Linked DNA regions of Mus musculus: region 2 is linked to region 1. A link is a contact called in public promoter capture Hi-C data. All regions are on one chromosome and are shown on one strand. The core of a region is the stretch at or near the end of the contact, and the rest is flanking DNA. Distances in the headings are between cores, read along the strand shown. Region 1 holds the start of Slc22a8 (solute carrier family 22 (organic anion transporter), member 8). Region 2 has its middle 7.0 kb from the start of Gm41805.

Region 1 (7,229 bases), core at 2,626-5,125:
TTAAGGACAGAGAACATCCTTTTACCCAAGTCCAGCAAGAAGATACCCCACACACAAACTACTTTTGTTTTTGGAGCTGCTCCAGGATAAGGGCTGAATTTGAGGTTCTCAAATTAGTTAGTGTTCAATCCCAGGGCTGAGAGGCACCTTCTCAGTCACTATAGAAATGCAGCTCCTGGACCTTGAGAGGTTAGCCTAACCATCCTCACCTATGAACATTCTAAGCGGCCATGCAGGGGATGCACAGGCTAAGTCCCTGCCTTAAACCTCTGAGTGGATGTGGAACAGGTAGGCGGCAGCTACGGGGAGCCAGTCTGCCCATAAAATAAACGTAAGAGGCGAGAGACTCAGATGCTGAACTAAGTAAACCTGGGTACCACTGAGCCTGACTCAGTCAACCCCTCATACCCTGATTCTTCATAGGATGCAGGCTTCTGACACTCTCTGACTTCCACTCCTCCAGGACAGAAAAGCCTAGGGGCTCACCAGATCCTCTGAGACTGTCACAGAGACATCCTGGCCCTGAGGCCAAGGCCACCACATTAGATAGAAACAGAGGTTCTACCCAAACGAATTCGTTCGTTTCTCCTCTTGTTACCCACAACCACCCTATGCTCAACTACTCTCCCCAGCCAACTCTACCTACTGAACTCACTCTATCCAGTCATCAAAGCCTGGTGATGCTGCCACCTCCTCTAGACAGCCCATTTCGATCTAGTCCTGCAGTCTGGTCATCTTAGACATTGACCTCCCTGTGCTGTAATGATTTCTGAAATGCTGTCCACTCAGAGAAGCACATGGGAGGTAAGGACAGCCATAGCATGGGAACTCAGATATACATACAAGCTCATGAGAACATGGCTGGAGAGAGAACTAAGTGAATCCAAGTTTACTTAGTTCAGCATCTGAGTCTCTCACTCTCATGGTTATTTTGCCAGGCTGGCTGCCCATAGCTGCGGCCTACCTGATCTGTACCCACTCAGAGGTTTACGGCAGAGACTTAGCATTTGCATCCCCTGTATGGTCACACATCTGACCACAGACAGCTGGTGGGATCCCTACTTCTCCTTGTTCAGATTCCCTTTTCGGGAGTTCCCCTGCCTCAGGGAATTTAGATTTAGAAAGGTGACAATGAGGCTGGAGATCCAGCCAGTGTTCCTTTGTGTTGATCCTCAATCCCCCCCCCACCCCCCCAGATGAGATGAGGACGACAGACAAGTCACACACCCCTGATGAGACCTGACAGGCAACAGAGGAACCTGAGCTCAGCTTCAGCTTAAAGGAGACTGAACGAATTTAGACAGAAATGAGAAAAAAAGAAGAAAAAGAAAGGAAGAAAACCTATTTCCATGTCCCAAATTAAAAATACATTGAATGTGTAAGATTTCTTAAGTACATAATTTCTTTAAAAAAAAAAAAGTCAATTTGAACACATTAAATTTAGGATCACAGCAGAGGCATCCCGGGACAGAAGACAACAAGAACAAGCGTGAGTAAAAAAGGTGATGGAGGAGCTCCTTTTGGCTACCATCTCTCTCTCCCGCTTTAGCTGGAGCACCAACTCTATTATATACTTGATGTAGAGATGTTGTGTACTCAATATACTATTAAATAAGAGGTTTCTGGTGCTTTGCTTTTTTTTTTTTTTTTTTTTTTCAAAGCCACTTTAACTAATGAAGAGAAGAGGCCCAGGGAAAGGTGATTTTACTGAAGGTCATACAAGTCCATCATGCGACAACCTTCAATAGCCTTGATCCAGGGATCAGGAACCCATGCACATCCGCTGGGGGCCGGGGGCGCTGCCCGGATACAGCGGCCCCTCACTGAGCTGTTGGGCTATGTATACTCTGGCTCAACCCCAGAAGCCTCAGGGAAATCACCAGGCGCCTTTAAACAACATCCCACTGGGACAGGAACAGACGGACAGCCCAGGCCAATTAGGAACTAGAAAAGAACATCTCTGTGAGGGTGAACACCCAGAACAGGGGGTTAGCTGCAGCAGCCCAGCTTGCTGCAAGCCTCCCAGTCAAAACCTTCCTAAAACAACCCTTTGGCGGCCTTGGAGTATAATTTAATCTTCCTTTGATGACTCCAGATTTCACCCTGCCTCAGGTCACTCGGAGAACATCAATAATTGCTGAGTCCAGGTGGTAAGCGAAGAGGAGGGGCTGGAACAGGGTTTGTCATCTGACCTTGCTTTGTGGTAGAGGGAAGAGCTGGCAGGCACTTCAGCAGGAGGATCCCAGGCCTAACTTGGAGGCTGGATGCCACCTTTAAGAAAAGGGCCCAGGAGACAGGAAACCTCAACCAGACAAAACAGAGAACCCCAAGTGGGCCATCTCTGATCCTGCCCACCCCACCCCACCCCACCTCCCCTGCATTGCAGGTGGAATGGGGCATCTCCGGGGGGGGGGGTCCCAGAAATGGTAATAGTCAGCTAAAAGCAAGCCAGTTGTGACTTAAAAGGCAGTGCAGGTTAAGCAACTTTGCTAAGAAAGAAGCAGACTTCATAGAAAACTCTGGTTCACACCAGAAGCACAAGTGAATGCTGGTGATCCTAGCAACTGAGAGGAGTCTAAAGCTTGAGGACTGCTGTGAGGCTTAAAGGCCAGGCTGAACTATATAGCGAGATCCTGACTCAAACACTCAAAGAGGAGAGGAGAGGGAAGAAGCAGAAGAGAGGGAGGGGAGAGGAAGGGAGGAAGGAAGAGGCGGAGGAAGGGGAGAGGGAGAGTGTGTGTGTCTGTGTGTGTGTGTGTCTGTGTGTGTGTGTCTGTGTGTGTGTGTGTGTGTGTGTGTCTGTGTGTGTGTCTGTGTGTGTGTGTGTCTGTGTGTGTGTGTGTCTGTGTGTGTGTGTGTCTGTGTGTGTGTGTCTGTGTGTGTGTGTCTGTGTGTGTGTCTGTGTGTGTCTGTGTATGTGTGTTTAGATGCTTAAGGGCAGAAATGGACTTGAAGCCACACCCCTGACCTACTTCCTGCTGGGGACCCTAAGCTAGTTACTTAACTTCTCCGTTTCCTAACTGACAGTCCTATCAGTAGGGCCTGCCATAAGTGTGTCAACCAAGTTTCCAGCTGACTGGTAGACCCTGTCTTAGACATGTCTGTAGGAGAAAAGTAACCACAAACCACAAGACTCCCTGCCCAAGCTGGCTCTTGGGTGAAACTGAATGTACTTAATTCAGTTTGTGTTGGCTTGTTAGAATTTCTGTTTTATACAAGAAATGCACATTATTAGGTAATTAAACCGTACTCATAGAAATAAGCAAAGCCATTGGGACTGCAGAGAGAAGCCAAAGAGCAGCCGGTGGCATAAGTCCACAGGTAGATGGGAGATGGTCACTTGTGTTTGAGACTCAGACAGGGATGGCCCTGGTGTTTCCAGGAGCCCAAGGCACGGTACCTCTGAGACCATAAGGACCAGTGCTTGGGCCTTTCTGTCTGAGTGTGTTCTAACATTCTCCATGAATCTACTCAGGAGCCGGGTATGAAAGATGATCCATTGCAGGAATGCTGCCTCCCATGTGCAGGAGCACCTCTCTTGCTGGTTGTTCTCCACTCCAGGTCCTCTGAACATCAGCTCAGAGGCACTCTGGACACGCAGACCTGAGTCCTTTTCCAGATTCTCGCTTAGGAAACATGCCCTGAGCCACTAAGCCCTTTGTCCAGCAAGCAGCCTCTAGGCTCAGCCACACTCCACTCCCCAGCCCCCTCTCCACCCTATCAACAGCCTTGGCTGAGGCAGCCCTTTCAGGAGAGCTGGGCTTGGTGGGTGCACAGCATTCCCCCTGCCGGATGTTAATCTTCCAAAGAAAGTCAAACATTAGCCCAGGAAACAGCTTATGCCTTATATAAGGCACCCCAGGGGAGACACAAACAGCTTGTTAGAGCTGAGCTGTCCTACTACAGCAGCTGCTGGACCCTAGGACAGAGCACGGGCAACTGCTGCATCCAGCTCCAGCCCAACTGAATCCAGCTCCAACCACCAGGTGAGACGGGATTGAAGACCCCCAAGTCTAGCACCCAAGAACACCCCAAAGCCAGGCTTCCTCACTGTAACGCTGTAATTGGTCAAACCCCTAAAGCCTTCAGGGACCTACTTGGATTCTTCTGATACTCCAGCACAGGGGACTCACCCCAGGGAACAGCAAGGAGGCTTGGAGCTTGAGCAGATCCTTCTTAGCCCACATGAAGCAATCGGAAATGTGTATTATCCTCTCTCTCACCCTCACCCACACCCCGCCTGGGCAACCAACATCCAAATCTGGACCTTTGGTCCCTACTATGTGGCCCTGTGCCTACACATCTACGACCTATAAGCACAGGGCCACATGCCTGCATTCACATGACCTTCAAGAGTGCAGTTTAGATGTGCACATAGCACTGCATCCACACTGGTATCCCATATCCCTCTCTGCAACTGTGTACATCTTTATGCATCCACACACCAGAACCCCAAATCTTTACACATGTAACTAGGTACATCTTCATGCATGTGATTCTATGATGCTCCACAGGCCTACATACAATTCACACACACATACACACACCTCTTCTTGGCCTGATGCCTTGCCTACAGTTTTGGTTCATCTTGCCTGGTGCCATGACCTTCTCCGAGATTCTGGACCGTGTTGGAAGCATGGGCCCCTTCCAGTACCTGCATGTGACCTTGCTGGCCCTCCCAATCCTCGGAATAGCCAACCACAACTTGCTACAGATCTTCACAGCCACCACCCCTGACCACCACTGTCGCCCGCCCCCCAACGCCTCTCTAGAGCCCTGGGTACTCCCCTTGGGCCCAAACGGGAAGCCTGAGAAGTGTCTCCGCTTCGTGCATCTGCCAAACGCCAGTCTTCCCAATGACACCCAGGGGGCCACCGAGCCATGCTTGGATGGCTGGATCTACAACAGCACCAGAGACACCATTGTGACAGAGGTATGTCTGGCACCCTCTCTCCTTCCACCTCACCTTAGGTACTTCCATATACCGTGCAGCACTTGTGGATAGAAAAAACACAGGGGCCTAGATTTCCTGGGATTGAAAGAATGGGAACTGGGCAAAGAGGAAGGATCCCAGTGCTAATGCACAAGAACTGAGTGGTTTGATTCGTTCATGCCCAAGCATTCCTTCAACAATCTATAGCGTGGTATTGAGCTCCAGTGATGCTGAGCTGTACAGTCTCTCCTCCTAGTAGGGTGTTATACAGCCTTGTGGAATAACTTGTTACCTCATGCTGTGCAGTGACCTTGGGCTGCAATCTTCCACCCTTGGACTGGTTATAGGGACAAGAAAAGAGTAGCTTGAGATGAAATCACTTCAAAGAAGCATCCCTGGAGCTGAGATTAGAACAGCAGGCAAGGGGTTAACTAGACTAGAAGAGGAGCATTCCATCCTGTGCAAAGCTTTGCGGGGCTGGGGGAGGGGTGGTGCAGGGAGGCTGGGTAGCAGAGGGATTTCACATTGCAAAGGTTGGAAGGCTCCTGGGTGGATCCAGAGGGTGTCAGTCACTCACATAAGTGTCTGTATGACCTTACTCCCCAGTCACCCTATGGAGTGGCTGATTCTCCTACCTATCATTTCCAGGAACTAGAGTTAAATCAAATCCTTCAATGAACTGACAGGCCAGTCAGGAGACTGTGACAGGAGGAAGATGAGGAACCTGGAAGTGGTGTTTGCTGAATGTCAGCTGCCTGCCTGACAAGTGCTGAGTGCTCTGCAGGGCTCTCCGGTGTATGGATGTGTACGGCTGTCTTCTTGCTGTTGAGGGTTAGGTGCTCAGACCCCAGGAAGAGAGGTGACTGTTCAGTGCCACTCAGTTTCAGAGCTGGATTTTAAAGCAAAATGCCCCTTAGTACAAAGTTCAAGGGAAGCTTTAGCCAAAAGATTTCAGGAAGGCTTCATAAAGAGGTAACCTGTTATCCCCACAAGTGCAGGATCCAAACACTGCTTCACTACCAGTTGCCACCCGATGAGTCTCAGCTTCCTGAAATCCCAGGAGTTCAGTCCCTTTATCTCCATTTCACAGATGAGGAAATAAAGGCTAACCCTGACTTTTTTCTGTGGGCAGAGGTAGGATTTGAATCCAAGACCATCTACACTGTCTATATAATTATCCATGTAGTTAACAAATATTTGTTCTCTATATAGCATTTATTATAGAGCAGACACTATTCTAAATGTCTGGCAAATGGTAACAGTTTTGAACCTTTTGACAGCTATAAAGTAATTAGTATTCAAACTCCATCTTTCAGATGGGGAGACTGAAACCCAGGGAGCTTACCAGCTTGCTCAAAGTCACACTGTGAGTAAGTGGGCTTAGATCTAAGTATGAGAGCTGTGCTTCTGAGGAGCCCATGTGTTACATCCATGTCTACTAGACCATACCTCTTCCCTGATACAGCCATTATTTTTCTCCTCTGTGCCAATCATGGTGTATCCAAAACATCAGGCACATTGGTGTTATGGTGCAGAATGCTGAGGCCTTAAAGGCAAAGAAGCCATGAGCTTTCCAGATGGTTGTCATCAGAGCAGACACGGGGACTCCATAGGGATCTGCACGCTTCCTGAAACAGGATTCACTGCTGTGTCCCCAGCACCTGGAATAATACCTTGCAAAGCAGGGGGAATAAATTTTTGTGGAAGGAATAAATGAATGTTCCACAATCTTAAGATTCTCAAAACCCAGCGAGGAGATTTCTAACCAGCACAGGGGTAGGAGGTCCTAGAGGACTTATTGGAGTCAGCTTTGCTTGCTTTGAATATAAAAGAGAAGAGAGAGGTAGGAAGTGAGTCTGAGTGGGCAGTGCACCCCGAATATGAAGCTTAGAATGTTAAACGCATAGTCACCAGCACATAAAGACTGAATAATAGAGACATGGAGGCAGGAGAGGGCAACAAGAGGGCCTGGTGTGATTTTTAAGGCAAAAATGTGGCCTCTCTAGAAGGGGACGAGGAGCCATGGATACAGTAATCTTTAAGAAAGAGTGTGGCAGGTTCAGGTGACCTTGTGAAGAGCCTCACTTTGTGGGACAGAGACTGGCCTGTAGAGAGTTTTAGTCTAGCAGTAGAGTAGCTCCAGGATGGAGGTAGCAGGTCGATGGAATGGCGGGTTTTGACAACAGAGAATAGGGAGTTGGACTCTGTGGGACCTGGTGGCTAACCAGATGTGGATGGTAAAGAGAGATAGGAAACGAAGGCATGTCCATAAGTTTCCCAATGGATGCATGACTTG
Region 2 (7,229 bases), core at 1,881-4,380, 510 kb after region 1:
ATGGATCATGAGTACTTTCTTTAAAATTGCTCAGCGTGTGCTGGGCCGGATGGCACAAGCTTTTAATCCAAGTACTCTGAAGGCAGAGGTAGGACGACCTCTGTGAGTTCAAGGCGAGCTGGTCTGTGTAGTGAATTCCAGGACAACCAGGGCTGTGTAGAGAGACCCTGTCTCAAAATAAATAGGTAAGTAAATAAATAGAATAAAAAAAAAGAAAGAAAAGAATTTCTCAGAGGATGAAATTGTGACTTCCGAGTTGATGTGAAAGTCTTCGCGTGCCTTTGAGCTGGGTCTCGTGGGGCTAGGACAGACTTTGCCAAGAAGGAAGAAATGGCTGAGCTGGAAGAGGTCTCTGCTGCTCTTCCTTCCTTCTTTCCTCCCTCCCTGCCTGCCTCCCTCTCTTCTCTTCCCCCACCCCCTGCATGTGAAAGTTGGAGGACAATTTTGTGGAGTCTATTCTCTCCTTCCACATTATTTAGGGGTTCCAGAGATCTATCCCAGCTTACCATGCTGGCACAGAAAGCACCATCCTTGTCTTCAGCCATCTTGCAGGGCATACCCTTCCCACCTCCACATAGCCTCAGGTATCCCAAGCCTTGAACTTGAGGATGACGTTGAATGCTGACTTTTCTGTCCCCACCTCTCAAATTGCTGGTATTATAGATGTGCATTACTAGCTCTGGGTTATTTGGTGATAGAGATTGTACCCAGGGCCTCATCCACCCACGCTAAGCCAGCACTCTACTAACAGAGCTGCATCTCCATCTCTCTACTGTTCCTTTATTCACTGTATGATTGTTAAGATGGAGACAAGTATCAAGTTTGGTATTGCTGCTGGGGTCAGATGCTAATGATAATGGAGTGATTTCCAGGAAGGAGACTCAAGTTGTTAGACAAAGTCTGTTGGGTCAACGTGTACTGTTGGGTAGAGAGCAGCATCATGGGTAAAAGGATGAGGGTTTACAGTTCGGTGGGCAGGACACACAAGAGAAACCACAGTGGCTCCTGGGGACATTAGGGTGGTTCTGGGTGTGAAGGCAAAGCCAGGCACTTGTGCTGCTCAGCTCCCCGAGTCTTTTAGAAACTTGTGCTGTGCTCTGGGCACCAGATGGAGGGAGGGTTGGCTTGGGTGGAGTTCGATTGCACTGTTCCTGCTTGGTGGCTGTGGCTGTGGTTTGTTAAATGAGAGCAGTGCCTCTCCTGGAGTTTAGGAACTTAGATCCTACACACCACCAGGAGACATAGGCTTGGGTTCAGCCTCTGCCTCCCTTGCTTGGGTTGCTCTGAACTAAAAACCCCAGGCCTTCCCTGTCATGGAGGTGGTCATGTCAGTTACAGAAACAGCCCTCCAGAGGGGTCTTGCTTACCTGGGGCCCTGAAACAGGGCCCTCAGTCATGTCTTGTGCCTGCTCCCTATTTTGCCTTTACCTTCTTGCTACCCAACTACCATCCTAATGAGCCTTGCTTGCTCTGTCTTCCTCCCCAAGGCCCTGGCCTTTCTGGTAATTCTATCTTAGAGCCTTTATAGTGGTTGGGTCCCTAAAGACCCGGATGAGTAAGGGAATCCTGCCCCTGTGAGTTGGACACTCAGCTACAGCAAGGAATGTGTAGCTTCTGCTCTGAAAACAGCTTCATTCTGGTTTGACCAGAGTACCAGAGGTAAAAGTCACAAAGTGGAGATCACATTTGTAGGTTGGCCCGACTGTGGAGTCCGACAGGCCATGTTCATATTCTTGTATTCCTGATTGTTAGTTTGGAAAGCCACATAGCTGGGTGTGGTGGTGTGTACCTGTAATCCTAGCCCTTGGGAGGTAGCAGCCGAGGCAGGGGCAGGGACGGGGCAGAGAGACCATTGTGAATTGGAGGCCACCCTGGTCTACATAATAGTGAGTTCCATGTAAGCCAGGGCTACCCAGTGAGGCCCTACCTCAGAAAAGAACCAAAGAAAGACTTCTCATGTGAAAAACAGGCATAGCATCTGCCTTCCAGGGTAGTTAAGGATAGAGTTAGTGAAAATATGGCTGGCCGGCCTTGGACACTCCTTATTCTGACCCCCAGAGTGAGCAGCCTTGTGGTCTGGCCCCAGCTCTTCGTGTGTCTGTCTCTTCTGGGCCCAGGAGGCCCACTTCTTCATGAAGAAGAACTACGTGCCAGGAGCTGAGCTCATGGGTGGGGTGGCTGCAGGGGCCACCCATCAGCCAGTTTTCCTCCCTTTCCTGGGAGCTGCTCCAGGGACAAGGGGCAGGACATCTGCTTTTCATTGTGTGACTGTCTCTAATTCTTCTGACATCTGAACTTCTTTTTTGAAGGAGGATACACTTAAGTGATTGTGACCAAGCTTGTTGCTGAGGGGAAAAAATTTAAACAAATGGGGATTAGAATCAGGCAGAGCTGGGGTGCAAGTCTCCACTGTGCAGTTATCCTGTGTGTTAGATGCTAGGTCTCTATCCCTGACTTCAACTGTGCTCTGCCTGGTAGGGCTCATTTAGAACTAAAGAGTGATGGTTAATGCCCTGTCTACTCCATATTGTAGAACCAGAAGTGAAAATGTTCCCTAAACCATAGAATATGAATCCGATATTCTCCTTTGTGTGGACACCCATGCAGGGAACAGCAGAGTCCCTGCCAGCTTAAGGGAAGGGTCAAAATAGTCCATGTTAACTTCTGAGGCCACAGAGCAGTGGCTTATTTAGTTATTTGTTTGTCTATATAGACGCGATTCTTACTCTGTACTTGAGGATGGCCTGAGCCTCCCTGCCTCAGCCTTCTGAGTTCTGGACCACACTACACAGCCAGCGGCCCATGGTAAAGATGCAGGCTGATAACCTTGAAGCATGGAAGGGGATTGGAAAACAAAGGGTGGTCTGGTTGGTGTGGTTTGGGATGATAATATATAATAATGACTAACACATGCTGCGTGGTATCTAGGGATTTCCCATGCAGTAAGTAATTGGCCATTACAGCACTGGAGAGGGTACTACCAGTCTTCGGTCTTTCAGAGTGAGGATCCTGGGAGGTCTAGTGACAGACCGGCTGAGAAGCACAGATTCCAAGAAAGAAGGTGGGGTTTCCTCATTCCTCAGGCTGCTTCTCTGAGGCTTGGACACAGCTGCCTCCCATGTGACTCCCAGGAAGCCTTGAAACAGAGGTGGACTCAGAAGCTGGCTTGTGTGTGGTGCAGCCTCAGAGCCCTAACAGCACTAAAGGGTCTGAAGGTCTGGTCCCGTGTGTGCCAGGCCTCTGAGCTAGGCAGCTCTCCTGAGGCTGACTGCACAGTGTTCTGAGAATTGCCCTGGTGAGGCGCAGGATGTCTGCTGAGTGTTAGAGCGGCTGGGTTGTTTTGCACTGGCCCCTTCCCTGGCATGGACGTCCCTGTGGAGGCTGGGGCTGGGGCTGGGGCTGGCCATGTGGGGAGGTGGTAGAGCAATAGCCATGGTGGTTATAGATAGGAACCAGGGCTGACATCACTTTTGTCAAACACAGTGAAGCCCTTGCCAGGGGTCCACTGAAAAGTTGGTCAGGACATGGGTCTATTCCTCTGCAAGTTTGAAAGCAGAGGAACTGCCCCCACAGGCCAAGCAGCCAGTTTCTGCAGCACATTTTCAAGTTCCAACTCTGTTGGGAACCTGGAGGCAGAGATGGGGGCAGGAAGAGGTGGCTTTACCCAAGTGACAGTGCCCCACCCAAGGTCCCGACCCTTTCTGGGTAGAACAACAAATATGTTGAGAGCAGACAGCAAATATGTTGGAATTTGTACTACCACAGGGACAGGGTGGGAAAGGGCTTGGGAAAGTAGCACACGTTTTAGTCATGAGGCATCTGTGGTGTGATATCTGCATGATCTATGTTAGAGATAAAGATGAAATGGCCAGGACTGGGGAGGCTCAGGACAGACAGGCTGGATCAGGATGAAGTCAGCCCAAAGGTATGTGGGGCCCACACCTCACTCAGTGGGTGCAGAGGAGGGGCCTGGACAAGCCCGGAGGAAGGAAAACTTGGCCCTCTTCTTTCTTGCTTTTAAGATTAAATACTTGGTTTCTGACTGGAAGGCCGGGGGTTCAGAAGTTCCAGTCCCTGGGGATCTGCATGGGGCAGGGAGTGCTAGGCTGTACTGGAAGGTCAGCAGAACCACAGATCCTTAGCCCAAGGTAAATACTCTTGGGTTTGCAGTGAGAGGTGTACAGCTGCACTGGTTTGTAAACACTTCTGAAAATGCCCTTTGACTTTGATACACTGGGGTGGCCTGGCTATTGTGTTGGGAAGAGGGGGGCCCTGGGAAAGGTTGGAGGTAAGAGGAGTTAGGAAGAACAACAAACAGACCCTTTGTAGGAGGGGAAGTGACCTGGGCAGGAAGGGGGTGGGCAAGCCCTTTCCTGTGAGCAGCACAGGGTGAACCTAGTCTCACCTGCTCTTCTCACCCTAGCCAAACTCTGGGTGGGGCCTGTGCTTTGGCACAGCCCATAGTTCCCTGTCCAGTCTTCTGCCTAGGGCCCATGTCATGGCCCAGTGTTGCTCAGGTTTAGGTCACGGTCCAGAAATGCTCAGGAGCTGGCATGTCTATTGGCAATAGTCTACTTGGCACACAGCCAGCAAGTATCCCTGGGCTGTGGTCTTCAGTCACGAATCTCTCCCAACCATCTGAGGAACCTGACCAGTGGAGAAAGTATCACACCACGGGCACAGGATTCTATACACGTCTGTCACCCTAGAAAAGAAAGGTGGTGAAAATAGATAGCCCCATTGTAAGGAAAGATGGGCATAGTTGAATGAGGACAGAATATTATATGACAGTTTACTGACATGGAAAGGTAGAGAATATTGACTAAGAGAGTTTCATGGGGCTGGAAAGATGGCTCAGTGGTTAAGAGCACAGGCTTCTCTTGCAGAAAATCTGGGTTCAGTTTCCAGGGCCCCTCCAAAATGGTGTAACTAAAATTCTTTTCTGACTCATGTGGGCAGCAGGCACATGTGATGTGAATACATACACACTTGCAAACCATTCAAACACATACAAGTTTTAAAAAGTTACACACACACACACACACACACACACACACACTTTAGCATGTCTGGTCTCATTTTGGGAGAACTGTAGGATAAGTGTGTAGGTCGATGCTGAGGACCCTTCCCTATTACTTTCCATCTTGATTTTTGAGGCAGGGTCTCTCATTGAACACAGAGATTGACATTTTGGCTAGACTGGTTGCCAGAGGCCCTTGGGACCTTTTTTGTTTCTGCTTCCCAGGTTTGGCATTACATGTCTGTAACACAACCCATGGATTTTTTTTACACAGGTGCCGGAGAGATAAGAACTCAGGACTTCTTGCTTGAACATCAAGCTTTTCCCCTCTGAGCCATTTTTCAAGCAGCTACTTTGTTGCAGGTCATTTTTCTCTTAAAAATACTTAATGAAAGACTGCTGACCTTTGAGAATCCAGGACCTGTCCCCTTCTGGCATGTAGGTATACATGCAGACAGAGCACTCCTTATATTAAAAGAAAAATAATTAAAAATCCTTCCAGAGGTCCTGAGTTCAATTCTCAGCAACCAGATAGTGGTGGCCTATGACCATCTATAAAGGGAGCCGATGCCCTCTTCTGGCATGTAGATATGCAGGCAGACAGATCACCCTGCATAAAAAAAAAGCATTGGGGACCTGCCCTAGGTACTAAGTGGTGACTATTGAGCCTTCTAGGATGAGAAGACTCAAACTATTGTTTTTATTTGACAGGGTCTCATATAGCCCAGGCTGGCCTCAAACTCCTTATATGGCTGAGGTCACCCCTGAAACTCCAGAGCCTCCTGCTTTACCAAGTGCTGGGAATATAGCTGTGTGTCATTGTACCTGCCTCCAACCTCTTTTCTTCTTGGCACCAAATTATAACCTCAGAACCCAAGTTCCTGAGTTCTGTATAGAATCTACAAAGTGCCGGTAAGAGCATAGTAGATGTTAAATCTGAGATGATGTTAAGTTCTCATCCACACTTGTTTTATTTATCAATCTAATCATGTTACTTTCTAGACTCTGTACAGAAGTCAGGAGCTTTGGTTCTGAAAACCCAATTTCATTTTAATATTGGGTTGATGAAAAGCAGAATTTGAAGGATAAAGTTATTAGGATATGTTGGTTTTCCCAACCTCTGACCCAGAATGCTTTTGGGCTGCCCCTAGATCTGGATGACATCTGGCTGGGGGCCACAGGACTTGTGAATGGGGAAGTTGACATAAACACATTTAACATGCCCCGAGGGACTCTCTTTAGCTCCACACTCCCACCCCTGCCAAAGGTCTGGATGCCTGAGTTTTCTTTTCACATTTCTGACTCCTTGGGACACAGAACTCACTATGGCTCAACTCTCCCTGGATGTCTGAATGTGGCATTTAAGCTGTGGAAGGAGTCACACAAATGACACCCATAAACCACACCCACCTGTCCCAGTCCTGTTGATGGCCCAAACATCCTCCCTGCTCCATTCCTGACCTGGGTTGCCTCTGATTTCTGCTGGCCCTCACTCCTCTCAGGGAGCAGGACACCTGTGGTTTGTGGGGGTAGCTCCCTGTTGCCCCAGAATAGCTACAGAATCTAAACACTGTGAGGATTTTGTGCAATGTTGACAGACGGGAGGTCTGGGAGGGGTAACCCCATCCAGCCTCCCTCACCCTCCATCTCTGATGACAGGGATGCATACCCCACTTTCCCCGCTGTGACAAGGAGCAAGTCAGAGAGTTTATTTATTTATTTATTTATTTATTTTTTGTTTTGTTTTGTTTTGTTTTTTGTTTTCCCGAGACAGGGTTTCTCTGTGCAGTCCTGGCTGTCCTGGAACTCACTCTGTAGACCAGGCTGGCCTTGAACCCAGAAATTCACCTGCCTCTGCCTCCCAAGTGCAGAGAGCTTATTTGAAAACACAAATTAAACCATTTTCTGAGCAGCAGCTACAAGGTAGAGGCCCTCTCTTACCTGGGAGAGGGCTGGCTTCCATGTCTCTTGTTGTACAGTTGCCTAGGTTCTCGTCTTTTGGTTCTAATTATCCTACCATTTTGGCTTGTAGTGACCAAATGGCAATTTACCTGTCTTTGTAGCTGAAAGATATGACTAAAGGCAGGGGCCAGGACAGTTTGACCCTTGAACCCTGATGACCAGTAGCAGGCCTGGGTATTGTACAGCTCTGCTTTAAAATAAATTGTAGTGTTGGGTGGAAAGGAGGGTTGTGATGAGGAACCCTGTC

Evidence for each region. Promoter capture Hi-C pulls out the DNA fragments that hold promoters and counts their contacts.
Region 2: a promoter capture Hi-C map of cranial neural crest shows a contact between it and region 1. A contact is called at or near these places in 2 of 39 promoter capture datasets (cranial neural crest and second pharyngeal arch cranial neural crest) and 7 of 484 Hi-C or Micro-C datasets (the C2C12 cell line, CD4 T cells, CD8 T cells and 3 more).

The regions. Positions count from the first base shown.
Region 1 is chr19:8,589,307-8,596,535 of GRCm38.p6, forward strand. It overlaps Slc22a8 (solute carrier family 22 (organic anion transporter), member 8), which reads left to right and starts at 3,876. Exons shown (of 11, transcript NM_001164635.1): 1 at 3,876-3,986; 2 at 4,577-4,933. The coding sequence starts at 4,601.
Region 2 is chr19:9,103,146-9,110,374 of GRCm38.p6, forward strand. No RefSeq gene overlaps it. Among named protein-coding and RNA genes, the nearest start is that of Gm41805, 7.0 kb to the left of the region's middle.